7 separate regions of the Mus musculus genome follow, and all the other regions are linked to region 1. A link is a contact called in public promoter capture Hi-C data. All regions are on one chromosome and are shown on one strand. Each heading gives the region's core, a stretch centred on a gene start, on an enhancer-like site or on the middle of the called end of the contact. The rest is flanking DNA. Distances are from core to core; before and after follow the strand shown. Region 1 holds the start of Mettl1 (methyltransferase like 1). Region 2 holds the start of Erbb3 (erb-b2 receptor tyrosine kinase 3). Region 3 holds the start of Pa2g4 (proliferation-associated 2G4). Region 4 holds the start of Zc3h10 (zinc finger CCCH type containing 10). Region 5 holds the start of Myl6 (myosin, light polypeptide 6, alkali, smooth muscle and non-muscle). Region 6 holds the start of Smarcc2 (SWI/SNF related, matrix associated, actin dependent regulator of chromatin, subfamily c, member 2). Region 7 holds the start of Rnf41 (ring finger protein 41).

Region 1 (3,460 bases), core at 609-3,108:
AGGGGGGCAGCACTAACATGAACCAAAGTCTTCAGTCTCCACACACCACGCTCCACCGCTCTGACACACTGTTACCTGTCTATAGGGAAGATGTGAACATAGACCAGTGGCTTGACATGCATGCTCTGGAAAACAAATGTAACAGGAACTCCAGACCATGAGAGGGTGGAGCAGAATGTGTTCTGGTGAGAGAAGGGGTAGGAGAGGGAAGGTGGTGGAATCCCCGAGAAAGACGGTTCAGGATCAGTGGCCACTGGAGCTGATCTCTGACGCTTGTGCTGACCCGGCTCACTGACCCAGCACAAGGCAGTGGAATGGCTCACGGAGGGACTGGAGCCACTGGAGCTAGACAGAACAACCGGGGTTCTCAGATACATCTGAGGCAGCCCCCTCCCTCCTCCAGGGCAAAGGCCACAGACCCAGAGTAGAAGGAAGGTGGAGGCTCTCCACACTGATGTCACTGCTGTCTGGTCCCAGGAGGAAAGGTCAACTAATCCTGCCTCTAACCTGCTGAGATGGCAGAACCCAGGCCTCTCCCTGTCCCAAGAAAAGGGCCAGCTTATTACCTAACAAGCCACCATAGCCACAGCCTATGTCTGCAAACTCCACTTGGGCCCCAGAGTGCTTTTCTTTCTCATCCTTTGGATCATCATGGCTCTTATTTTGAATAAGCGGAGCAAAGAACTCTGGGTAAAGCTCAGACCAGTCCATTTCCTCTGGCTTCACAGGGCTATTAGAAAGAAGACATGAGACACATGAGACTGTTGTACATACCAGTGCAGACATTTTGTGTAAGAGTTGGGGGGGGGGTGGTAGGCTTAGAAAAAAACTCTGCATGCAGGGACCATGTGGTATGTAGAAGGTGTAATGGGAAGTCCCCTGGCTTCTAGGGTGTGAATCAGTCCCATCATGAGGCTATGGCTGCAGATCTGCCAAGTTCTTCTGGGTACTGATGTGTGTAAGGTTTTCCCAGAGACTGACTGCCTAAGGCACTGGAGCACTACTTTGTTTATGTATATTTTAAAATTTTTATTTACCCGTGTATTTTGCATTTTATGTGTATGAGTGTTCAGTCTTCATGCACACCAGGAGAGGCAATCAGATCCCATTAGAAGTGGTTTCCAGCCACCATGTGATTGCTGGGGCCTCTGGAAGAGCAGTCAAGCGCTCTTAACCACTGAGGCATCTCTCCAGCCCTCTTTGTTTATGTATTTTGTGTGGCGAGGATGGAACAAGGAGTGGCCAGGAGTGTGTATATATGTTTATCTTTTTATAAATTAAAAAACCCAAATCGGAGCCGGGTGTAGTGGTGCACACCCTCAGGAGGCAGAGGAAGCTGTATCTCTGTGAGTTCGAGGCCAGCCTGATCTACAAAGTGAGTGCCAGGACAACTAGGGCTACACAGAGAAACCCTGTCTCCAAAATCCAAACCAAATTAAAAAGAAAAACCGGAAGGTGGAAATGACAACTTGCTTCGCTTCATTTTGGCAATAGTTTTTCCCCCCTCTTCCTAGATCTGGCTGGCAAGTCCACCCAGACTTTAAGTCTCCAACACCGCGACCCCTCCCAGCCGGCCAACTCCGCCTTCTGCCCAATCTCCCTAAGCCATCCTCAGCTGACGTGTCACCCGGACAACCCTCCCCGCTCCATCGCAAGTCCTAGCGGTGGCCCCTGCGCGACCGCCTTCCCTCCCTCCCGGACCCCGCCGGGCCCGCTCACTAGCGCAGTGTGTGGTCTGCCATGGGGTTGGAGTGGGCGCGCTGCCGGTAGTAGCGCTTCTGCGGCTGGGGGGCTTCGGCTCCCGCCATCATGCCACGCAGTCCACGTGGAGAGCCGAGCTCGCGGCGCGAGGTGATGACGCAGCCCGCGGACCGCCAGCGGGCCCCGCCTTTTAAAGAGCGAAGAGCAAATTCTGTAGCACCGTAGGGAAAGGACCCTGAAGGGAGTGGGAGGGGAAACCTGCGCCCTGCTATTGCTAACCGTGCTTTGGGGAGGCCAGCTCCGGGCACCCCGCATCCTCCCTTGGGTCGTTCTGGCCTAGTCTGGGTTCTCAAATGCCCACAGGTACCTGTGCGCCCCACAGGTGAGCGGGATGTGAGGGACCCGCCTCTGACAGTAAACTCAAGCATCATTTCTTCTCTCTCCGGGTGGTCTCAAACCAAGTCTGGCCCGTATGGTGTTGTGTGGGTCCTGTTCTGTGTGCGCCAGGTACCCGGGCTCGGGGGTCATCCCCATCCATCTCTAGGAAGTCCAGCTGGAGGAAGGAGAGCGAACTGGGGAGGCGGGGCCCGGTGCCTGGGAGCAGCCCATATGGCTGGCAGTCCCCAGCCTCAACCCCGCACCGATAGAGGGGATCCGAGCGCTGGCCGGGGTGCTCGGGGACTCTATCTGCCGGATGGCCAGCTCTCGCACCGATCCGGAAACTGAGCCCGAATCCGTGTTCCCACGGGAGATCCGGCTCTTCACAGACTCTTACTCAGAGAGCAGCCGGTTCTGCTTCTGTGGGCACGAGCTGAGCATCACGCAGAACTTTGGGTCGCGCCTTGGGGTGGCGGCACGCGTGTGGGATGCGGTGAGGAATGGGCTGCCCTAAGTGAGGGTCCCTGAGAGGTCCAGTCCCCGGACCCCGGCTCTCCCATATGGAGACACCGTTCTGACAGTTTCCCACTTTCTTTTTCCCTTCCTCATAGGCTCTGAGCCTGTGTGACTATTTCGAGAGTCAAAATGTGGATTTTCGAGGCAAGAAGGTGATCGAACTGGGCGCGGGGACGGGCATCGTGGGAATCTTGGCGGCGCTGCAGGGTGCGTGAGCTGGCATTGCGGCGGGAGGAGGGGAGCTGGAGTGTGGAGAAGTGAGGACGTGGATTCCTGGGGGTGGGTAGAACTCAGCTCAGTTCTTTCCTTTTAACAAACCTCTATTCTCCTGCAAGGCAGACAGCGCTGACGAGTGTTCAGAACACTCAAGCTAGTTGGCTTCAGGGTACCTGAAACAAATAAGATAGGCTTTCCGTGAAAAAAAAAAAAAACTGGAGATGCTCTTTCGCTAAAATGCTTGCATGGATTTTCTGAAGGAGAGACCTAGGACAGTGAACCTCATCAAAGATTTGTAGCTTTGTTATGTTAGGATCTTTTAAATATCTTTTTCTTTCCTTTCTTTTTTTTGGGTGTGTGTGTGTGTGTGGGTAGGGGGTGTGGGTGTGGTTTTGTAGTCTGGTTGAGACAGGCTCTCTTGTTGTCCAGGCTGGCCTAAAACTCATTACGTAGAGATTAGCCTTGAATTCCTGCCTGGTCCTCCTGTCTTACTTTTTCCTAGTGCTGGGATTATAGGTGTGTGCTACCGTACTGCAATAGAGCCTAGGGTTTTTAATACTAGAAGAAGCAAGGTTATGAATTTTGAAGGACCCGAGTGTGAATATATATATGGGTGGTAATTGGTAATTAAGCAGCTGAGACCTGGGAA
Region 2 (3,460 bases), core at 423-2,922, 1.5 Mb before region 1:
CTCTGTGTAGCCCTGGCTGTCCTGGAACTCACTTTGTAGACCAGGCTGGCCTCAAACTCAGAAATCTGCCTGCCTCTGCCTCCTGAATGCTGGGATTAAAGGCGTGTGCCACCATGCTCGGCTCATTAGCAAGTTTAAAGAATCATTGCAAGAGGGTGAGGTATGGGGGAACCTGAAAAGATGACTCAGTGTTTAAGAGCACTTGTTCTTCCAAAGAACCAGGGTTAGACCCACATGGCAGCCCACAATAATTTGTAACTCCAGTTACGAGGAATTCAACGACTTCTTCTGGCCTCTACAGATACCTAAATGGGTTTGCAGAGAAAGCCTGTTGACTTGAGTTCCATCTCACAACCCCGGTAAAAGTGGAAAGCGATAATCGACTCCCCCAAAGTTGTCTTCCAGCTTCCATACGCATATCATAGCGCGAACGATCATACACACAGGAATGATAACAAATTTTTTTAAAAATTGTAGCAGGAGAGCCGGATATGGTGGCGCACATCTGTACTTGGGAGGTGGAAGCCAACAGTCTCAGCCATATAATATATTCGAGGCCAGCCTGAGCTATATGAACTATATGAGACCTTGTCTCAAAACCAAAAAATAAACAAAAGAGAAGAAAGGAGTGTAGCTGATAGCCTTAGCCTAGGGGGAGGGGACCATAAATTCTCAGGGCAAAATCTTGGAATGCCAATGTAAGGGATGCGAAATGTAAGGAGTTGGGCACCAGGGGGCGCCAGTCGGACCCGTCCGGGACGAAGCAACCCAGGGTCCCGGGGGTCATGTGCGGTGACTTCCCCGCGCCCCTCTTCGCTGTCGCCTCCGGGGTGAGCGTTGCTGTGCCCTTTGGGGTCCGCGGAGGAGAGGCGGGAACCGCGGCCGTCCGGACGGCGCGGTCGGTCCCTCAGAGACAGCTGTTCTCTCGGGAGGCCGTGGGGGGCAGCAGAGGGGACGGCGACAGGTGCGGGAGCCCCTCCCCGGGCAGAAGTGGGAAGGCGGACTCCGGGGTCTGTTCCCAGGCTGGAAACCGCCCCCGCCCCCCAGGCAAATCCCCCCGAGAGGCCGAGCCGGCGCCGGGTCTGCAGGAGGAAGCGGCCGGAGACAGTGCGATTTCACGCAGCCTCCGGGGCTCGGGTTCCCGAGCTGGGTACATGAGTTACGGGGCTTTGCGTCCCGGGGAAACTGAGGTGGCATGAACGCTAGGCTGAAAAACAACCTCCCACTCGAAAAAATAGAAATACTCACACTCCGAAAGAAAAAAAAAATCCCTCAAGTGATCCAACCGGCTAGGGGAGTTGAGTGATTTGGTTAATGGGCGAGGCCAGCTTTCTGGGGGCTGGGCTTCGGAGCGCTCTCCCTACGCGCATTCACTACCTTTCCCCCGCCTGGGGACGTTTGGAATCTTGATCTCCTCTTAACCATCTCCGGGGGAAATTGCTGGAGTGAGACCCCTCCTTGACCCTCTTGGCCAAGCTGTGGGCTGGCGGGGCACGCTTGGGCGGGTGTCTCGGGCTACAACCATCAGGACTCCAGCCTCGCACGGGAGGGGGCGCGGCCGTGACTCACCCCTTTCCCCCTTCACTCCCTCCCTCCCTCCCTTCCTCCCTCCCTCCCAGACAGACACCCTCCCCTGCCGTCCCGCTCCGGACTCCGACTACGGCTCCGGTTGCAGTTTGCAACCTCCGCTGCCGCCGCGGCCACCTAATCGCTGGCTGTTCAGGTGGCTGTCGCCTGGATGTCCTCCTAATCTTGGGGGCCCCGGGCCAGACTCGGCTGGGCTCCCTTCACCCTCCACTGTAATCATGAGTGCGATTGGGACTCTGCAGGTGCTGGGTTTCCTTCTCAGCCTGGCCCGGGGTTCCGAGATGGGCAACTCTCAGGCAGGTAAGCCGCGCGGGAGCCCCAGCAGGCTGGAAGCTGGGGGCGCAATCTGAGCGCTCGCAGACCCTGGGCAAGGAGTTTGGGTTCTGACGCTTTGAACTGGGGGGTGCGGTACAGGGTCTGCTCGGACCACCAAGGAGGGGACCGTGTGCCTCAGTTCTTGGAGTGGGCTGGTCAGGGACTGCATTCCTGTATGCCTACCCTTATTCCCAGGGCGTCGCCGACCCTCTAATTGGTTTTATTCTGATCTGGTTGGTGCCGAACAGTAGTTCACACTTGAGAGTCTTGGGAGGAGGGTGGGCAGGGACCCTTCTGTAAACGTAAGGAGCCTTGGCTTGAAAGGGTCTCCGTTTGCTCTCAGGTTCCCTGGCCCCCACCCCATTCCAGGTTTCAACAACCCCCAGTTTCGTTGTTTTGCCGACAGGGCGGGGCTATGCAAGGGTTTGAAGTTGTTGTTTTCTAATGTTGGAAAAACAAGAATGGCACCTCCTCTTCCGTGAGTGGGGCTGTCCTGAGAAGGCTGAGATTAACCTGAGGGCCAAGTCCAGGTGACATCAGTGAGAGGTCTCACAGAGGCTGACTGCCTGCTTTCCCATAAGATAAACCGGTCCCCAACTTAACCAACTTCTCTTTATCAAGACCCAGGTTAATTCAGTGAACATGTTGGGCATCTATTACATACTATACTATTTCCAGGTTATATACCCTAAGCTGGAGCTCTGGAAGAAAGGACAATCAGACCTCTTTCTCTCTCCAATCTAAGGCCACCTCTCCCACCTTCTGAACATTCTACTCTGTGAACTGGCTCCTAGACCCAACTTCTGCCCTTCCCCCATTCAATGCCATCTGAGCCTGTTCCGTGTCTCTGGGACTATGGACACTTGAAGAGCACTAGAATTGGTATCATTAGAGTCCTGTTGATCTTTCCCCTTTCCCAGATCCCCAGATCTCAGTTTGGGGTTGGCACATTCATTGCCCCTTCCCCAGAGTGGGAGTGGGAGAAACCACCTGTGCTTCCCCCACAGTTGCTGGGCCTAAATTTAGCCCCTGGGATCTTGAGATGTGAACACTCCCAGCTGGTGGAGGGGGTGGTCTGGAGACTGAAGTGGGAGGGGCCAGGGGAGTGACTGGATCACTGTCCCATCTGACTGTGCCCCCACCAACCAGGAACCCAAGAGTCCAAGATTCCCACCACCCTCCTCAAGAGGCAGGGAGCAGGCATGTTTAGTTCTCTATCCTTTATCTCCATCCTGAGCCTCTGGGCATCCGGCCCTGTCTCAAGCCTTGTATAGCCCCTTTGTCCCCTTGTGTGTGTGGCTGGGGCTTCTGAGGGCTGGAGGTTCTTGGTCTGCGCAGTCAATGCTCTCCACAGAGAAAGGTTCTGACTTTGAGCCTTTGCTCCTCTGTGAGTGTGGTCCACCCCACACCCACCCGCAGTTCTCGCTGCTTCCTGTGCGCCCCAAGTTGCCTGGTTCCTCCTGGGTAGTTGTTTATACTCCCGTCCTACCCAGGCCCTTTGCCCCTGTTTGTGAAATGTGGACTTTACCCTAAGGGTGGCAGGTAACCGAGACAGACC
Region 3 (3,460 bases), core at 602-3,101, 1.5 Mb before region 1:
AGACATTTTTGTGTAAGCTGCAGGCCATTTACGTTGCAGATACACACTCATTACAAGCCAATTCGCAAAGGTTCCAAGACTCCTATTTTGGGAGCTGTTCTCAACCAGTAGTGATAAACTTCTGGTGGGATAGAAAGAGGATCCATCTTCAAACCTCAAGTCTTCCTGGATGGGAACTGGGGGGAATGTCTTCTTGTACCATTAAAGTTTTTTTGTTTTGTTTTTATACGTGTCTAAATAAAAATGTCAGAGTTTTTTTGTTTGTTTTTGTGGATTCCTGTCAAGTGGAAAGTACACATGACCATCCCTTTTCTTTGCTTCTTAACAATGGGTGGCTTTCTCTGCTTCTGACATTCTGTCACAAGTAATGTAACCAATCTTGATTTGTTCTAAGATTTTAATTATGGGTATGTGAGAGAGTGGGAGTTTGGGAATGGTGTTATGTGCACGTGAGTGCAATGCCCACAGAGGCCAACTACACAGTGCTAAGAGTTACAGGTGACTGTAATGTTCTGGGAACTCCCTTCCCTCTGCAAGGATACCAGGTTATACCAACCAGGTTATTTCTCCAGACCCTGTTTGCATTCTAGTCTTTTTCTTTTGTTTGTTTTTTCGAGACAGGGTTTCTCTGTGTAGCCCTGGCTGTCCTGGAACTCACTCTGTAGACCGGGCTGGCCTCGAACTCAGAAATCCGACTACTTCTGCCTCTCAAATGCTGGGATTAAAGGCGTGCACCACCAGTGCCCGGCTTTGCATTTCTAGTCCTTTCTACTAAAGGGTTTTTTACTGGGGATCCCTACAAAGGAACAAAAGTGTAAACAATTAGGAACAAAACCCTAACCCCCTGATTGTTGGGAGAAAATGAAAAAGCTCAAGCAAGCCTTGGGTTGTTTTTATTTTTTCCTACACAGGTTGGGTACTGAAAACTTGAAATGATGCAGAACTTTTTTTTTTTTGTTCGAGACAGGGTTTCTCCATATAGCCCTGGCTGTCCTGGAACTCACTCTGTAGACCAGGCTGGCCTCCAACTCAGAAATCTGCCTGCCTTTGCGTGCGCCACCTCATCCCGGCGATTCAGAACTCTTAAGAGTGACCAAATCCCTCATAAACGTTTCCCTTAGATGGCCCCCATCAAAAACCACGGCTGGAACAATAGTGCTATTTTATTCTAGTCTAGTAGGAAGTCTGGCCTTTTTCTATTAGCAGGCCATGGTACATGTATAATCACCCAGACTGTCCAGTTAGTGCTCGCTTCCAGCACCCTAGGACTTCCACCTCCGCTCAGCCCCTCCCAGAGGTTATCCCAGCACTGGAGGATTTGACCAGCCAGGCCGGTCGCGCCGGCCGACAGGGGAATCCAAGGCTACGCGCACGGGACAACCGCCCAAAACGTACACACACACCCACTGACCCTAGTCCTATGGCTCCAGGCTCCACCCTGTTCCACCCTGCCCAGCGGCCTCTCAACCCTTTTCTCCCTGTAGCTCCACCCCTCCCCGCTTGGCCCGCCCCTCGCTGTTACGAGCTCAGGGTCGGCGTGAATGAGAGGTTTTTCCCGGAGAGACCACGCTTTCCCTCAAGCTCCCCAACGGCTCCGCCTTCCCGCCGGGGCCAGACTCTTCCCAGCGTGCCCGGCGATTCCGGCGTGCGCAGACTTGGGAAGGCAAGTCCTCCCAGGGCCTGGCGGACGGGCGCGAGGAGCAGGCTGGGAATTGTAGTTCTAGAGCCCGCGAGGGCGGCTGGGAACTGGCCGACAGCAGGACTCATTGTCCCAGTGTGCCCTGCGCCTCAGCCCGCGCGCTCGCAGCTTCTCGCTCTCTCTGCCCGCCCTCCCGCTCCCTTGCTTGCTCGCGCTTTCCTCGCGGATCGAAGAGACTCTAGCTACAGCCTGTGGCTGGGAAGGGAGACGGAGGCCGCAGCTCAGGGAAAGTGAAGCTGCAGTAGTAGCAGTAGGAAGATGTCGGGCGAAGACGAGCAGCAGGAGCAAACTATCGCCGAGGACCTGGTCGTGACCAAGTATAAGATGGGGGGCGACATCGCCAACCGTGAGTGCGGCCTCGGGGGTCTTGGAGTCGAGGCTGAGAGGGAGAGGTTTGGGGCTCTCTCCGGAGGGCTGTGGCGTCTGGGTCTTGCCGAGTGAGCCACCGAGGGGCGCGTGCCGACTGCCGGGGGCGACGTGGTGGGGAGATCTGGTGTCGCCCTGGGGACTGAGCAGCCATGCCTGGGCTGGAGAGTGGAGGTGCGGGCCGGCGACCGCGAGGAGTACAGAGAGGGGCCCAGGCATGCTCCGACCCTGGGCGGTTGGTAAGGAGGCAAGGCGCGTCGTCTTCTGCCCATACCCTTCGGTCTGTCCGGATCTATGCTCCCGACTGGCAGCAGTGAGGCCACCTCGAAAAGGAAGCGGCCAGCTGTTGGCGACGGAAGCGCCCCTCTGCCAGTCGCGGCTCTTGACCCGCGGGAGCTGAGCCGGCACGTGTTGCCAGGTCCCTGTGTGCGGATCGATGGCTCCCCACTTCCTCTCCTACCGTGCTTCCCCACCACGTGCTTTGCTAAAGTCTTTACTTCAGGTCTTCTTAGTGGGGACCCCCTTCGCCCCTTGACCTAGCTCGAGGGGCCGTTGGAAGACACTTCTGGAGCTTCTAAAACAACCTGGCTTTCCTGTATGACCACTGCTCCGGTTTTTGAAGGCGGCCTTTAATATTTGTTCCTAGAGCCTCTACAGTGTTTTGAGGTTCTGCTTAGACAGCTGGGCAAGCCTGTCTATAATACTGAAAAGAAGTGGAGAGAGACACGGATTTTAGGATTATAAGCATTTCTTAAATGATCTTTACTCTCCTAACAGTTGTCTGCCACTTGGACAGATAACTTTACTGTTTTCTCTTTCCAGTTCTTTCCCTCCCTTACCCCCTTATTTTTGGGGCTTTCTGTGTAGCTTTGGCTGTCCTGGTACTCCCTTAGACCAGGCTGGCCTGAGAGATCCGCCCACCTCAGCGTTCCAGAGTGCTGGGATTAAAGGTGTGTGTAACCATGCCCGGCTCTTTAACATTTTAAAAATTAAAATTCACTTGATAAAAACTGTCTTAGACTTGGCAGTGGTGGCTCACGCCTTTAATCCCAGCACTTGGGGAGCAGAGGCAGGCGGATTTCTGAGTTTCAGAGAAACCCTGTCTTGAGGAAAAAAAAAAAACTGCCTTAGGCCTTTAGAATGGACTTGACAAAATACTTGGAAGAAGGTATTTAGGGTGTCTTTGGTTACATCTTAGTTCCTCTGGAATCCAGAGAATAAAACACATAAGAAATCATCAAACCTAGAATTCCCATGATCATAAAGACATACACAAAATGATAACCTTATTTGGGGTGATGTTTTAGTATTTGCTGTTGGTTTGAATCAGACAGAATCTCCAACCCCACAGGCAACTTCAGATAATAGTTTTGAAACTGGTTACATGTGATCTTG
Region 4 (3,460 bases), core at 447-2,946, 1.5 Mb before region 1:
AAGCCACACCTATTAATAGTAGTAAATGGAAGTGTTTACCAAGAAACTACAACTCCCATGAAGCAACGAGGGAGAAGACGGAGTGGTTTTTTTTTTTTTTTCCCCGCCTATTTTTTCTCAGTCCCATACTGGAAACAGGTGCTGGTGTTGAAATAATACAATATCCTTAAAATAGACGGAAAGGTGGGGCTTGATAACACGCACTCTAGTAAGGCAGCCGGAAGTCGCTGTCTCGAGCAGCCCCGCCCTAAGGGACGACACACGGGCCGGCTCGGAAGTGACGACACCGAGCACGCCATTAAATAGCAGTAGGCCTCCCTCTCCGCCCTCTCGGTCTTAGCGCCATCTTCCTTGGTTAGTCGCGGGGTTTTCTGGCGTTCGGGTTTCCAGTGCAATCCGTTAACATCCGACCTCCACATTCACTATCATCACAGCGGGCTAACGGCATTTTTCCCTCTTTCTCTCTAGAGACTCCTGCGCCATGAGAGCGAAGGTGAGCGGCTCTTAGGTGGTGAATCGGGCACCTAGTCCCCGCCATGGTTCCTCTGCGGGCTTCCAGACGGTTTGCCTCGGGTGTTCGCAGTCAGGGAGAGGCTTAAAATTCTTGCTGAAGAAAAGATGGGGTGGGAAAATGAGGGATTCGGCTCTAAAACTGAACCGGTGTCCTTTGTCAAGCCCTGTGTTCTGAGCAGTTTCATGGCCTTGCACAAGCCTGTCTCTAACATTCTTTTTTGTCTCCTCACATGATCGGGTTTTTTTAGTGGCGGAAGAAGAGAATGCGCAGGTACGTTTAATTTTTCAAGACTACCTTGGGGCAGTGGGGGCAAGCTCGGTGTGGGATATTTGGTTGGAAGAAAATATCTGGCGGGAAGGAAGCAGGAGTCGCCGCCCAGTACAGCAGAGCTGGTGCTTGTTAATCTCATCGTCTCTTGTACTCGTGCACTAAGTGTACGTATTGATAGATGTGCAAAGGAAAAAAAAAAAACTCAGGTTTGTGTGCCTTCCATTCCAGGCTGAAGCGCAAGAGAAGAAAGATGAGGCAGAGGTCCAAGTAAGCCAGCCCGTGCACCTACGACGCCTGCAGGAGCAGAAGTGAGGGATGCTGAGGGCCGGGACAAGCTATCGGACTGTGTGCTGCCATCGGTAATGAGTCTCAGTAGACCTGGAACGTCACCTCGCCGCGATCGCCTGGAGAAATGACCGCCTTTCTTACAACCAAAACAGTCCCTCTGCCCTGGACCCCCGGCACTCTGGACTAGCTCTGTTCTCTTGTGGCCAAGTGTAGCTCGTGTACAATAAACCCTCTTGCAGTCAGCTGAAGAATCAAACTGCTGTTACGTGTTTTTTTGCGGTTCCTTGGGGTGGGGACTCGAGTGTGTTTCTGTATAGGCGACATAGTTTGGGTGTTTGATCTGGCTGGAGCCGGTTGAGTGTGCGCCCGAGGTTAAGTTACAGAGTTGGTGCGTTCACAGCGCCACTCCTACGTTTTGGGGGTACCACTGCGTAGAACCTGACGCTGAGCGGAGTTCCGGGTCCGGCGGAGTCCTGTTACCATGGTGATGCGCAAGGCTTGTTGGGAGCTTCCTGCGCCTACTAGCACGCAAGTTGGACCATAGAGTGTGTTTCCGGGTCTGGTAGCTAGAGCGTCTCTTTCTTCCGCAGGAAGCGGAAGAACCGTAGGGTGGGCGGCTCTTTGTCGAAGCTAGAGGACCGGCAGGCGGCAGCAGCAACTACGGCGGCGGCGGCAGGTGAGGGAGGCGGGAGACTTAGGTGGAGGCCGCGCCCGGAGGGGAGGAGTCGGGGATGGCCCAGCGACTGGGTTCTGCCCGGCCACACGAGCCTCCCCCAAACCCCCCGGAACCGACCTGGCTCTTCCTCGTTACCCAGGACAGAGCCCCTTTTCTCACTGACCTCGCTTCCCAAGCAAACGCCAGCCCCGTGACGTCACAGCCCTGCCCATCCCTCCGCCTGATGTCACCCCGAGCCCCCCTCCCCTTTCACTTCCTCAGTGTCCCAGTCACCTGGTCCACCGCTGAGTGCTGGCACCGCATCGCGGAGCCGGCCAAGCCAGAAGACTTCCAGGGAAACTCGTAGGACTTTTCGTGAACTCTAGGGTGTTGGGGGATGGTCGTAATCACCGCCCCCGAGTCTAGTCTCGCCTTCCCACTGACACTAGTCAGTTGTTGCCCTTGTCCAGCTTTCAGGTTTGGCTGGCGTTCCGAACTCCAACCCTAGATCGGATTCTGAACCCCATATCCTTCTCATCTTGAGGTAAAGCTCCGCTAACCTTCCTCACCAGGAACTGTTTTGTTTTTTAGTTCAGCTTCCCAATTTTTATTGGTCGGTTCTAGCCCTTATCCTTCTTAATAGGGACTTCTCCTTGTGATAGGTGACGTTCACTTTGACCTCTTAAGGGAGCCTAAAAGCCACAAAGCTCTTAGCTTTTTGTCAGAATTCATTCCAGTGTATGAAAACCACATCATATCCCTTTCACGTTTTTCCCTTGTTCTACTCAAATCTCCGTTTTTTGTTTTTTTGTTTCTTGTTCAGAACCCAGCAGTGATGTGGAGGTGGAGACTCACGGGAGCCCCGGACTTCACCTGAGCTACCTCAGGTATTAATTCTGGGATATTGGGGTGAGGAAGGCTATCATATCCAGTTATCTGCTTCTAGTGGGACTTGAAACATTGGTCAGGCTTTGAAGGCATTTAGTCTTCACCTGATCGTCATTTATGATCTTTTAAGGGCTTGTTTCTTACCAGTTGTTTCTTATATTCTGGGGCTCCTTTTCCCATCTTGTGTATTCCTGTGCATCTCTGACTTCTAATCTGGTTAGTTATTCTAGCAAAGTCAAGGAAGTCAAGGAAACGGGAAATCAAGAAAGGTATCTTTATTCCCAAACGGAAACTAGGAACTTCTCTTATTTGAACAGTAGGGGGAGCCTGAGTCCTACTCAGGGAACATTTAAAAGATTAGACACGTGGTAGCAGGGACTCCCAGTCTTAGACTCCCAGGGTTAGAGAGAAGGGAGGGCTAGAATTAGGGCAGTGGACTGACATTCCAGAGCTCTCTTGAGAAACAGGAGACTTAAAAAGCTTTTATAGAGTCTATAAATAAAGAGGATTTTTATGGGGTAAGGAGTGCTATGGTTTGATATCAGTGGGATTTTCATGGAGTGGGGTGGGGAATGGGGAAAGAAAGGTCACCGTTCCTATGAAAGTAACTCCTTTCCACCTTGTCCTTCGAACAGTTCGTCCTGGGGATCTAAAAGTAGAAAGTTCAGCTCAGAACGTCTTTCCATGAAATGAGGGTGTTTGTGTGTGGAACACACTGGGAGATGGACAGGTTTCAGGGTTACCCTGTAGCTAGTGACACCAGTTTTGTTTTGTTTTGTTTTGTTTAACCAGGGATTTCTAAAATACATGGAGACTTGAGCTGAGTTTACGTAGAAGAGGGATTA
Region 5 (3,460 bases), core at 346-2,845, 1.5 Mb before region 1:
GGCCTGGCAACAGTTTCAATTTTCAATGACAGAATATTGGTAAGGTGACAGAGGACGCTAGGATGGACCTCAGGACTCAAAAAACGTCAAACACAGGGAAGAGAAACATCCTGAATGCTGAAAGGGATGAAAGTCACAATAGTAGGGTTGGATGGCACTGGATCCCACACCTCAGTTGATCTCTCTCATCTCTATCTAATTGCACTGGATCCCACACCTCAGTTGATCTCTCTCATCTCTATCTAATTGCCAGAGCTGAAGTCCCGACGTGTAGACTTTGAGACGTTCCTGCCCATGCTGCAGGCAGTGGCCAAGAACCGGGACCAAGGCACATATGAGGACTACCTAGAGGGGCTTCGTGTGTTTGACAAAGAGGGCAACGGCAAGGTCATGGGTGCAGAGCTCAGACATGTTCTTACCACTCTCGGTGAGGCAGGGCCCAGAGCTGTGGGGTGGAGAAGTGGGGGGTCCTGGAAGAGCTAAGTAGAGCCTAGAATGGGTTTATGGTCCTGCAGTTATGGGCAGGAGACTCAAGAGGGCCAGCATTGTGGAGACAGATCACCTAGAGGCTAAAGTGTCCAGCTATGAGCCAAGGGCAGGGAATGCAATGTCCCCCTTTGCAAGCCACAATTGTGTTGATTCCATGCAAGTCTCAACCCCGGCAGCTTGTTTCGCTGTCAAGTCAAAGCTTTCACCTGCTCCAAGGCACCGTTGATATGAAAAAGGGCAAGGGTGGGAGGATGAACCACCCTGAGAATGTCTTGGGCTGGTGAGGCAGGGAAGGCGGGGGACTCTAACTGTTTTTGGGTTCAGGAGAGAAGATGACTGAGGAAGAGGTAGAGACTGTTCTGGCAGGCCACGAGGACAGCAACGGCTGCATCAACTATGAGGGTGAGGGGGCAGGATGGCCAGGGAGTAAGGAGACTTGAGGGGGGTGGGAGTACCCTCAGTTACCCGAAGGTCAGTTTCTCAAGTCCTCTCGTCTCCTTTCGTGCAGCCTTCCTGAAGCATATCCTAAGCCTCTGAGCTCCGCAGGTGGCCCTCCAGCCAGCCCCTGGTATCCGCTTGAGAGGCAAGGGTCCTCGATCCACCAGATAGAAGCGCAGGCAGTGCGTCTCCGCGCCCGTCCGTAGCGCAGCCGCCAGGGCTGGACTATTTCCTTCCCCACCCCCCACCCCCTCCCACCCCCACCCCACCCCAGCCCCGACTCCCACCCCACGTAGAACCTGCAGCGACGGAAACTTGCCCCACCTCCTGTGCGGCCAGAAGCGCGTTCCTGCCACTAGGGGGCACTTACAGTTTTGAAATAAAAACATGGTTCCTGCTTCGGTTTCCGACAGTTTTCTTTTGAGAAAGAGGAAGGACGGGAGCGGGTAGTCCTCTCTTCTGCAAAAGCCCAAATCCTCTGCTCTTGGTGCAGCTCGGAAGAAAGGTTTCCGAGAGTCCCAACCCAGGCCCCCCTGCTAGATTCCTGAGCCGAGGTAGGGCGCCCCCCCCCCACCTCATTAATAATGTAGTGATGTCATCTGCATGAGCCCAGACTAGCGTGCCTATTGGATGAAACGGCGGAGGGTGACGTCATGCGCCATGGGACGTACTAAGGCTGGGGTTGGGTAGGGCGTCGGAGCCATTACTGCCGGAAAAGGTCCAGCAGAGCTCAGCAGCCAAGATGGTGGGCCCTGGGAATCGGGAGATCAGGGGGATTTGGGGCAAGGAGAGGACCGCGGGTGGGAGTAGAGAAAGCAGTGGACGTGGGCACGCCCAGGTTTTGGAAGGTTGGCTGTGGGATTGGAATGTCTAGGGCTTTGCCCTGGGAAGCGAATCCTCGGCTTCAAACAGGAGTTTGTAAAGCCGGGATAGAAGCTTGCGGGGTTGGACCTCAGGTAACTGACCAATCCCTTCTTCTCCGAGCAGTGTGACTTCACCGAGGACCAGACCGCAGGTAGGCAGTCTCTGACCCGCAGCTCAGGTCATCCTTACCGAGAGGGACCCCCTTCCTTTAGCATCTATCTTCTGATCCCAACCTGTCACCTCCAGCGCTCCCAGGAGAGTGCCCCGTGGATTTCCTTCTGCTCTAGATCCTCCATTTTCTTTTCTCATTCTTTCTTCCTTCCCCTTCCACTCCAGATCTGAGCCCCAAGCGCTGGGTGAGTTTTAGGTGGTGTGGGTGTGTGAAACAATTTGACTAGTGCCTGTTATGTGTCGGGTCTATTACGCTTGTGGTTTGCTGCTTCTTTTTTTGCCTCTCCTCTGATAACTGTCCCCTCCTTAAGCTTGGATTCTGAGTACTGTAGAGGGCAGTGCCTTGATATTTTGTTAAGATGGGCACTGGAGAGTTTGCTAAGGATGTGGCTTCACCTCTTGGAAGGTCTCCCGGAGGGGAAGGGTGGGAGTGGGAGGCTAGAGTCCAGGCTCTTACTTCCTTATATGGGCAGGACCTAGCCTGGGCGGTGGCAGATTCCTGCGGAGTTGTATAGTAGTGGTGGAGAGCCTAGCCTGCCGCAGCTCAGGGGGTGTGTAAACAGATGGCTACCACCTTAAGGTAAGGGAAAGAAGGTTGCCTGTCTTTATGTGGGGCATTTGAGTTGATAGAAATAGATCCCTAGGAGTAGTCTTGTGTATAGAGGAGGACAAGATATCTGGTTTCTGCAGCATGACTTAAGTTGAATTGGCAGCAGAGCTGTGCAGCAAGCACGGGGCTAATCCCTGGTGCTGCCGTTCTTCTGAATCCTCAGAATTCAAGGAGGCTTTCCAGCTGTTTGACCGAACAGGTGATGGCAAGATCCTGTACAGCCAGTGTGGGGATGTGATGCGGGCCCTGGGCCAGAACCCTACCAACGCCGAGGTGCTCAAGGTCCTAGGGAACCCCAAGAGTGATGGTGAGCATTTCAAGAATGTAGTGGGTTCATGGTTGTTCAGCTAAAGTCATCCCTTTATCTGCATAGGTGCCAAACTTGAGCAAGTTTTGTCTCATCCAGTTCTGATTCCCTCTTCTGGCCGTCCTTGTGTTCCCTACCGTCATGTCCTGAGAACATGTGTGACTTCTCTTGTCTGACACCTCCACCTCCCACATGACAGAGATGAATGTGAAGGTGCTGGACTTTGAGCACTTCCTGCCCATGCTGCAGACCGTGGCCAAGAACAAGGACCAGGGAACCTACGAGGATTATGTTGAAGGCCTTCGTGTGTTTGACAAGGAAGGAAATGGCACCGTCATGGGTGCTGAAATCCGTCATGTCCTAGTCACACTGGGTAAGGGTCTGTGACCTTTCTGGAGCTGAGCTGCCACCTGATATATTTCACCCGTCAGTCACTCAGTTCTAAGAATGTTCCTTCCTCTGCAGGCGAGAAGATGACAGAGGAAGAAGTAGAGATGCTAGTGGCGGGGCATGAGGACAGCAATGGTTGCATCAACTATGAAGGTGAGGGGCAGACCATAAACTGGGGCCTGTGAGGAAAT
Region 6 (3,460 bases), core at 474-2,973, 1.4 Mb before region 1:
AGCTCAAGGGAAACAAAAACCCCTTTGAGTCTCTAAGTGATACAACAATGTATTTCTTGGGGGAAACATGATAAAGACTAGGCTTCCGTCCATAATGGTGTGTTAAGAGAGCAAGGGAGTGAGGCAGGACATGCTCACTTAAAAACTAAAGCCTGCACATTTTGCTTCTACTGAAGCCAGGCATGGTTGGCATTGTAGGGTCTCCTCTCTAGCAAGGATCTCAGACCACCCACCCAGCTTGATAAATAAGTAGTAAGACAACCGCCGGGAATCCGTGAACTCAAACACTTCCGTACCATACCTACCTTGCTACCTGGGATCCTACCTTTCTGTTCTGTTCACTGAGCCAGGAAGCTACTTTCTCTTTACCTTTTGACCCTTATTTCCTCTACCCTAATTAGAGTCAGCACCTCTCGGTGGGAGGTATAAAGAGATCCGTGAAGGGAGAAGTAAATGACAAAGAGTTAAGCACTTGAAAGCTGAAGCAGGTCACAGCTGTCAAAGCCTTCGGGGCTTCACACCAAGACCCTAGACCGATCTCCCTTTAAAAGGTCAAAGGCAGAAAACTGGGAACCAGAGCCTCACGCTGAGGGTGCACACAAGTCACAGACCCAACAGCTGTTTGTCAAGAGTCTGACACCCAACAGAGAGACCCCAAATGGTTTCAGGGCTAAACTCAAACCAGAATTAGTGGAGCTTTCTGAAGCTGTCCACTGTACTCTGACAGGCTGGCTGCAAGGCTGGAGTAGCAAGAGTTGGGGGCTGTAAAACAAAGCAAGGGAAAAGAACCCTTAGCCGGGGTTGGTGAGGAAGCAGCCCATATCGAAGACAAAAAAGAAAAACGAAAAAAAGCCCAGACACCATGAAGACACAAGAATAAAAATTGGTTAAAAAAAAAAAAAAAGATAGATAGGGCTTCTTGAACCCTTTTGTTCCCCATCCTTATTTCCAGTTACAGGGTGGGGGTGGGGACTAGCGATATGAAGCTTATCCGAGCCTCTGGACCTCAAACCCAAAGCAATGCCAGGCTGGCTGGCTTGCAGAGGACTTCATTATGAAAGGAGGGTTGGAGGGGCTGCTGCCCTAGACTGCCATGTCCTGTCCCCTGAGAGGTTTGCAGCCCTTTAGAAGGAGACTAGGGTAACCCTGGGAGACAGGTGATTTCCCCAGGTAGAGACGCTTTTCAACGGCCTGCTCCGCGCCCGTCTACCCTCCTGCTCTGCCATCTGTCTCAGGACGTACACAAAGCACCACCGGGGAGGCCTGGGCCGCTCTGGCGTCTGGCTCGGCGCGGGGCTCCGGCGGGGGCCCCGCGGCTCGCACACCGGAGGGGAGGAGGCGCGCGGCGGCACCGGTCAGCCTGGAGGGCGAGGGCTGCCGGGCCCGGGCCGCCGCCCGGAGCCGCCGCCGCCCCCGCCAACGCCGCTGCGCTGCACCGGGGCAGAGGGCACGGTGGGGGAGGGGTGGGGGAGGGGCGCGGGCGGGCGGGCGGGAGGCGCGGGGAGGCCTCGGGGAGGGGCGCGGCGGCCGCCGCAGGGTGGGCCGGCCCCGGGAGCGGCGGCCAGGGGCCCTTTGTCCCCGCGCGGCGCTGCCCGCGTACCTTCTTGTAGTTCTTGCCGAGCCAGAGCCGCACGTTGTCGAACTGGGTCACGGTGTCCGCGGCCTCGTAGTACTTCACGTTGGGGCCGCCGTCCTTCTTCCGCACCGCCATCTTCTCGGGCTCGGGCCCCGCCGCCGCCCGCCCCGCTCAGCTCAGCTCCCGCCTCCTCCTCCGCCCGCCTCCCGCCGCCTCCCGCCGCCACGACCGCCGCCTCCCGCCGCCTGGGCCCCGGCCGGCGGAGCGCCCCCTGCCGGCGGCCCTGCGTAGCGGTGGCGGGCGAGCCCGAGCGCGCTCGGCGGACACCCCGGCAGCAGCGGCGGTGGGAGGCGGGCGAGCCCGAGCGCGCTCGGCGGACTTCCCCGCAGCGGCAGCCCGGCTGCTTCCCCGGGTCTCGCAGGACGCGGCTGTAGGACAGCGGAGCCCTCCCCGACTTGGTCTCGCAGCGGCAGTGGGGCTTACTGTTCCACTCCACGGGGAAGCCGGGAGCCCCGGGTCTGCAGCTCCGCCCCGTAACCCCGAGTGGCCCCCGGCACGTACGTTCCCGTGGAACTCTTTCGCTCCAATAAGTTCCTTCCAACCATTCCTGTTTCAACCCACGAGTGTCCCTGACGCTCCTCGTCCCGGTGCACCCAGCACCCCTGGTGCTACCCGGGGGGGTCAGGTGAGGGGTCTCCTCCCTCTGATCTTCGGGTCTCGCCAGTCGCCTCCGCTTTAGGAGTCGGCTGGCGAGCCCCGATTCTTCGACCCAGGTTCAAGCATTGTGGCGCGAAGGTGCGAGGGAGGGAGCGGCTCTGGGTACGAGCCTCGGGCCGCGACCCTGCACCGGTCCGCTCGCACCCAGTCACCCGTGCGGACCCTTTCTGTAAGCGCGCGGCCAACCATAGTTTTGGGAGTCACGGTGGCCGAGTGGTTAAGGCGTTGGACTCGAAATCCAATGGGGTTTCCCCGCACAGGTTCGAATCCTGTTCGTGACGGCAGTTTTTCGTATTTTTTTTCCCCCCTCCTATTAACCAGTAGTTGAGTGGTTGAAAGTGAAAAGGCAGCACTACTCCTTTAGGTTAGACCAGGGTGACATACAAACCAAATTGGGCATCGCTGTATTCGCTGTTAGGATACCAGGCACTTTGAGATATTTTTGAGAATTCTGTAACATTTCATAACAATGAAGAGTAGTCGTTTTGTTTGGGAAAGCTAGTCAAACCTAAGATTTCTAAACAGGGCATCTTTGGAGTTTGTGACCAAAAGTGGAGCCTTGAAGTCTGGTGACTGGAGACACAGAAACAAGCGTTTCTCATTTGGATTTTTCTTTTTAATTTAGACAGGGACTCATGTGCACAGGCTGCCCTTGAACTTGCCTTGCAGCCAAGAATGACTTTAAATTTCTGATCCTCCTGCCTCTACCTCTCAAGTACTAGGAGTTACAGGTGTGCCTGAGCATGCCAGGATCCTTTGCGGCTCGGAACTGAATCCAGGGGTTCAATTTGTTCGATAGGTAAGCATTCTGTTTCGCTACATTCCCTAGCCCTCATTTGAGTTTTCCTGAGATAACCTCAGGTATCACGGGACTAGGAGGAGGCCTACGTTGAGGATTTGTTGGGCACCAGAGGCTGGTTAAAATCTGTGTATATTAACCAAGCAAGGGAATTCCTTTCTCAGGCTCTAACCCTCTCATGTTACCCAGTTCTTTTTATATTTCATTTCTTGCATAGCAAAACCTTCTCCAGGAAAGGATCTCTGAGAATTCATGGAGCTCCTGGTTTTGGTTTTTGGTTTGTTTTTGGGTTTTGTTTTTTGTTTTGGTTGGTTGGTTTTTTGTTTTGTTTTGTTTTTTGAGACAGGGTTTCTCTGTATAGCTCTGGC
Region 7 (3,460 bases), core at 294-2,793, 1.4 Mb before region 1:
GGTCTCCTAGGGACAAGAAATTCCAAACACAGAAACCAAAAAGCCTCCTGTAATGGGAAAATTAACCCTTAGGAAAACAGACCAGGAGTTGTAAGACAAGCATTGAATCAGGAGAGAGGGGGAAGGAGGGTGGGCTTGGATTCCAGTCCTAGCTCTGCCATCCACTGACAGGACAGCTTCAAACAAGCCGTGTAGCCAACTGTCAAACAGATATGACACTTGCATTTTCTAACCTATTGTCCTGCAAATCAAATGAGATAAACTCTGAGTGCACGTGTAAGACTGCTGTATTACTTGTTGCAACAGAATGGCAAAATAAACTCACAGTGAGAACCAGAGGAAATGCTTGAAAATGCTTGTTCCTTCTTTTCAATCACTGGGAAGTAGGCCCTGCCACAAGGTTTACTGAAGACACTGCATAACAAATGCACCCCTCACCCTCCCTTGGCACTATCCAATCCCACTCTTTCTTGGGGGAACACTAGTAGCCACCCATCCTGCTACAGTAGTTAAAACTACTGTATAAGAAGTAGCTGCCAAGATTCTCATAGGTCAATCTCCCAAGAACAGTGGCCTTGGTAACCATCACATTTGCTACCAGTTGAAATGAAGTTTCATGAAATGAAGTTAGTGTACCAATCCAAAACACCCTCATCCTGCTTTTTCAGGTCTTTCTCCTGCCCCTACTCCCACCCCCCCTCACTCTCTACCCCACAAATGCCCTGCCTCCTGGACTGGGGTGGGCTTTCCAGTGTATTAAACGAGTGGATGGATCGTGCGTATCAGAGAGCGGGGCTGCAAATCATTCAGGGTCAAAGATGTAAGGAATGTAAGAGTCCTCCACGGAGAGGCGGGAGGGGAGAGAAGCGGCGAAGGAATAAAAGAGAAAGACAAGGCTGCCAAAGACAAGGCATGGGAAAGAAGCCAAGCTATGGCGCTTGGAGGGCGGAGGTTTGGGTTCCGCGGTCCCTGCCAAGGCTAGCCCCCAGAACGTTCCCTTCGCCTCCAGGCCTGTCAATCATTGCCATTTAAACTCCATGTTGTCCCTCAGCCCCAGCAATCAGCTCCTCCCGGGTCCTCAGGCTGGCCCAAGGCCACTCCCGCACTTCCCGAGGCTCTCCCTACTCCAGAGGATCTTCCAAAGCTCCAGAGCCCCCAGCTAGCTCACCTCCCGACTCCTCCCAGCTGAGCTCCCTTCCTCCATTTTCCTCCTCCTCTCCACCCTTCCTCCCTACCCCCAGCACTTCGGACCCAGGCACCAATCCACAGGGACCTCGCCCCCTCTCCCCCCCAACCCCCCAGGGTTAGAAGCTCGCCCAGGCGCATTACGCACCACCCGGAACGCAGCCTGGTTTCTCCGGACGCGGGGCCTGGCTGCAGCTGAGGACACGGCGGCCGCGTAGCACACTGTGTGCCCGGTCTCAGCCTTTCCCCGTAGGGGAAGGGGAAGGTAAGGATGGGGAAGAAGGTTCCGACCACTCCTCGCTGTCTCGGGTTAGCCCTTAGCCACGCCCACTGCTGCTACGCAACGGGGCGGAAGCTCGTCACCAAGCCCCGCCTCTCTATTTAACTCGGCGGCGCCTGGATGCTCCTTGCGAGCGGCCTATGAGAGGCGGGGGCTAGCTGGGCCTCCGCTCTGGGCCGGAAGTTCTTAGGACGGACAGTGTAGCCTTTTGGGAGGGAGGGCTCTATGTGCTTCAGGTGTGAAGCTCCGGGGCGACCCTGGGTGTCCCGCCTTGCAGAGTTACTTGGTGCTGGGTGGTGCACGGCTCGGGTGCCAGACCTGGTGCAGCGCTGGGACGAGGTCGCCGCGGGGCAGCTGGTCTGCAGCGTGGCCTGCTGTCCTCCCAGCCCTTCAGTTTCCAGAGCTGTGGTCAGCATCCCGGAGCCTCCCGACCTGTGACTCACAGTCATGGGGATGGATGCTGCTGTTAACTTAGGAGGCCGCAGGATGGAGAGGGAGGGAGTGTCTCACCGCAAAGCTTTGATCTAGGGTGCTGCAGGGGTCGTCCACCTCCCAGCCACACACTCTTGTAGTATTCCTGATGGCTCTTCAAAAACTCAGACCGCCCGAAACATTAATGGATTTGATTTCCTAAGGCTGCAACACTGTGGTTAGGGGAAATGGGTGGGAGAGAACCCGAGGAGAGTCGTGGTGGAGTTTAAAGCGCTCTGTGTTAGGTAAGCGGGGAAGCAAGACAAGGAATGCAATTACATTACCTCTTAGGCTAATCTGGTGTCAAATAGTATTTGTTGTAGATACTCTCTTTTTTAAAGGGCAATTCACATTAGTACATATGTAACTAGCTTATTCGTGAGAATACAGAGCTAGCTGCTTCCTTTGAAGACAATATGACGAGTACCAGAGGAAACTTAAGCTTCTAGGTGTCTCTGAGATACAATAAAATAAGGAAACAGGAATCGGATGTGCCTTTGTGAACCAAGTCAAACTTGCTTCCCTCCCCTCCCTCTCCCCTAGTCAGGGTTTCTCTTTGTTGCCCTGGCTGTCCTGGAATTCACTATGTAGGATAGGCTGGCCTTAAACTCAAGAGATCCGCCTACCTCTTGCCTCCCCAGTGTCCACCTGGCTTGAGGCTTGCTTTTTATGTTCCGGGTTCAACGTCTTTCAAAGGAGAGTGAATCTGCGTATTATCTTTCTATGGCGAAAATGCTGCTTGTCCCAGAGCCCTGAGCCGAACCGTTCGGTACATTAAAGATGATGTGTAAGCTCCTGCCATGTCCAAGGTACTGGCTTTTAACTAACTTTCCATTTTCATGTGTAAAATGGGCAGTGGTGGCGCACGCCTTTATCCCAGTACTTGGGAGGCAGAGGCAGGTGGATTTTTAAGTTGGAGGCCAGGCTGGTCTACAGAGTGAGTTCCAGGACAGCCAGGGCTACACAGAGAAACCCTGTCTCAAACTCCTTCCCTCCGCCCCCCGCAAAAAAAAAAAAAAGAATTGCCGAGAAAACAAGCAAAGAAACAGACTGGAACTAAAACGTTTTCCTGCTGCATTCCATCGCCCTTGGACCTTTTTTCCACTGTGACACTAGTTGAAGAGAAAATGAAATGTTTAAGAGCCCAAAGTGCATTCTTTGGGAGGAAGGGAGGATTGGTATCTGGGGCGCCCCCTGGTGGTCCATCCATCTTTCCCTCTACGGAACTAATACACTGCAAGGTTCCTTTAAAACCTAAAACTGCCCCCTTCGCGGCAAGTGAATCTCGGAGCCTGATTGGATGGGTGGTGGCCGAAGGTGGGGCGCTTTGGGAGGCAGATCGGACCTTATTGGCTGGAGGAGGTCAGGGGACGTTTCCGGGAATGTAAGCGCTCCGGCGTTCCTCTCCGCAGCATCCGGCGGCAGCCAGCCCCCTGGCTCCCCCTGCGGGTGGCTCGGCGGTGTGCACAGTCCGGCCTGCTGGCTGGGTGGGTGGTGGGCTGCGAGTGGGGGAGGGGATGGACC

Evidence for each region. Promoter capture Hi-C pulls out the DNA fragments that hold promoters and counts their contacts.
Region 2: a contact with region 1 is called in a promoter capture Hi-C map of embryonic stem cells. The contact joins the promoter of Erbb3 here to the promoter of Mettl1 in region 1. A contact is called at or near these places in 8 of 39 promoter capture datasets (cranial neural crest, embryonic stem cells, frontonasal cranial neural crest and 4 more), 1 of 115 datasets of contacts at active chromatin or transcription factors (embryonic forebrain) and 1 of 9 other capture datasets (liver).
Region 3: a promoter capture Hi-C map of embryonic stem cells shows a contact between it and region 1, with 4 times the contacts expected there. The contact joins the promoter of Pa2g4 here to the promoter of Mettl1 in region 1. A contact is called at or near these places in 9 of 39 promoter capture datasets (the C10 cell line, cranial neural crest, embryonic stem cells and 4 more), 5 of 115 datasets of contacts at active chromatin or transcription factors (bone marrow-derived macrophages, embryonic stem cells and pancreatic cancer cells) and 1 of 9 other capture datasets (macrophages).
Region 4: a promoter capture Hi-C map of hippocampal neurons shows a contact between it and region 1, with 6 times the contacts expected there. The contact joins the promoter of Zc3h10 here to the promoter of Mettl1 in region 1. A contact is called at or near these places in 7 of 39 promoter capture datasets (the C10 cell line, cranial neural crest, embryonic stem cells and 4 more), 1 of 484 Hi-C or Micro-C datasets (B cells) and 2 of 9 other capture datasets (adipose tissue and liver).
Region 5: a contact with region 1 is called in a promoter capture Hi-C map of embryonic stem cells, with 2.6 times the contacts expected there. The contact joins the promoter of Myl6 here to the promoter of Mettl1 in region 1. A contact is called at or near these places in 3 of 39 promoter capture datasets (embryonic stem cells, hippocampal neurons and stem cell-derived epiblast-like cells) and 2 of 9 other capture datasets (liver and pancreatic islet).
Region 6: a promoter capture Hi-C map of hippocampal neurons shows a contact between it and region 1, with 6 times the contacts expected there. The contact joins the promoter of Smarcc2 here to the promoter of Mettl1 in region 1. A contact is called at or near these places in 2 of 39 promoter capture datasets (hippocampal neurons and liver) and 1 of 115 datasets of contacts at active chromatin or transcription factors (embryonic stem cells).
Region 7: a promoter capture Hi-C map of embryonic stem cells shows a contact between it and region 1, with 4 times the contacts expected there. The contact joins the promoter of Rnf41 here to the promoter of Mettl1 in region 1. A contact is called at or near these places in 3 of 39 promoter capture datasets (cranial neural crest, embryonic stem cells and liver) and 2 of 9 other capture datasets (adipose tissue and pancreatic islet).

What each region holds. Positions count from the first base shown.
Region 1 is chr10:127,040,330-127,043,789 of GRCm38.p6, reverse strand. It overlaps Mettl1 (methyltransferase like 1), which reads right to left and starts at 1,858. Exons shown (of 6, transcript NM_010792.1): 1 at 1,720-1,858; 2 at 567-730. The coding sequence starts at 1,811. Eef1akmt3 (EEF1A lysine methyltransferase 3) reads left to right here and starts at 2,396. Exons shown (of 3, transcript NM_001205036.1): 1 at 2,396-2,572; 2 at 2,691-2,802. The coding sequence starts at 2,396.
Region 2 is chr10:128,587,847-128,591,306 of GRCm38.p6, reverse strand. It overlaps Erbb3 (erb-b2 receptor tyrosine kinase 3), which reads left to right and starts at 1,672. Exons shown (of 28, transcript NM_010153.2): 1 at 1,672-1,887. The coding sequence starts at 1,806.
Region 3 is chr10:128,564,325-128,567,784 of GRCm38.p6, reverse strand. Pa2g4 (proliferation-associated 2G4) reads left to right here and starts at 1,851. Exons shown (of 12, transcript NM_011119.3): 1 at 1,851-2,045. The coding sequence starts at 1,958. It overlaps Erbb3 (erb-b2 receptor tyrosine kinase 3), which reads left to right. Exons shown (of 28, transcript NM_010153.2): 28 at 1-262.
Region 4 is chr10:128,545,982-128,549,441 of GRCm38.p6, reverse strand. It overlaps Zc3h10 (zinc finger CCCH type containing 10), which reads left to right and starts at 1,696. Exons shown (of 3, transcript NM_134003.2): 1 at 1,696-1,748; 2 at 2,551-2,614. Rpl41 (ribosomal protein L41) reads left to right here and starts at 274. Exons shown (of 4, transcript NM_018860.4): 1 at 274-354; 2 at 469-493; 3 at 762-784; 4 at 1,013-1,332. The coding sequence starts at 482. The coding sequence ends at 1,055.
Region 5 is chr10:128,492,021-128,495,480 of GRCm38.p6, reverse strand. Myl6 (myosin, light polypeptide 6, alkali, smooth muscle and non-muscle) reads left to right here and starts at 1,595. Exons shown (of 7, transcript NM_001317218.1): 1 at 1,595-1,672; 2 at 1,915-1,942; 3 at 2,736-2,879; 4 at 3,079-3,252; 5 at 3,345-3,422. The coding sequence starts at 1,670. Myl6b (myosin, light polypeptide 6B) reads left to right here. Exons shown (of 7, transcript NM_172259.1): 5 at 254-427; 6 at 814-891; 7 at 998-1,324. The coding sequence ends at 1,026.
Region 6 is chr10:128,457,578-128,461,037 of GRCm38.p6, reverse strand. It overlaps Smarcc2 (SWI/SNF related, matrix associated, actin dependent regulator of chromatin, subfamily c, member 2), which reads right to left and starts at 1,723. Exons shown (of 29, transcript NM_001372395.1): 1 at 1,601-1,723. The coding sequence starts at 1,711. n-TScga2 (a tRNA gene) reads left to right here and starts at 2,493; the gene lies at 2,493-2,574. Mir8105 (microRNA 8105) reads right to left here and starts at 2,358; the gene lies at 2,270-2,358.
Region 7 is chr10:128,409,699-128,413,158 of GRCm38.p6, reverse strand. It overlaps Rnf41 (ring finger protein 41), which reads right to left and starts at 1,543. Exons shown (of 7, transcript NM_001164237.1): 1 at 1,334-1,543. It overlaps Nabp2 (nucleic acid binding protein 2), which reads left to right and starts at 3,309. Exons shown (of 7, transcript NM_027257.2): 1 at 3,309-3,423.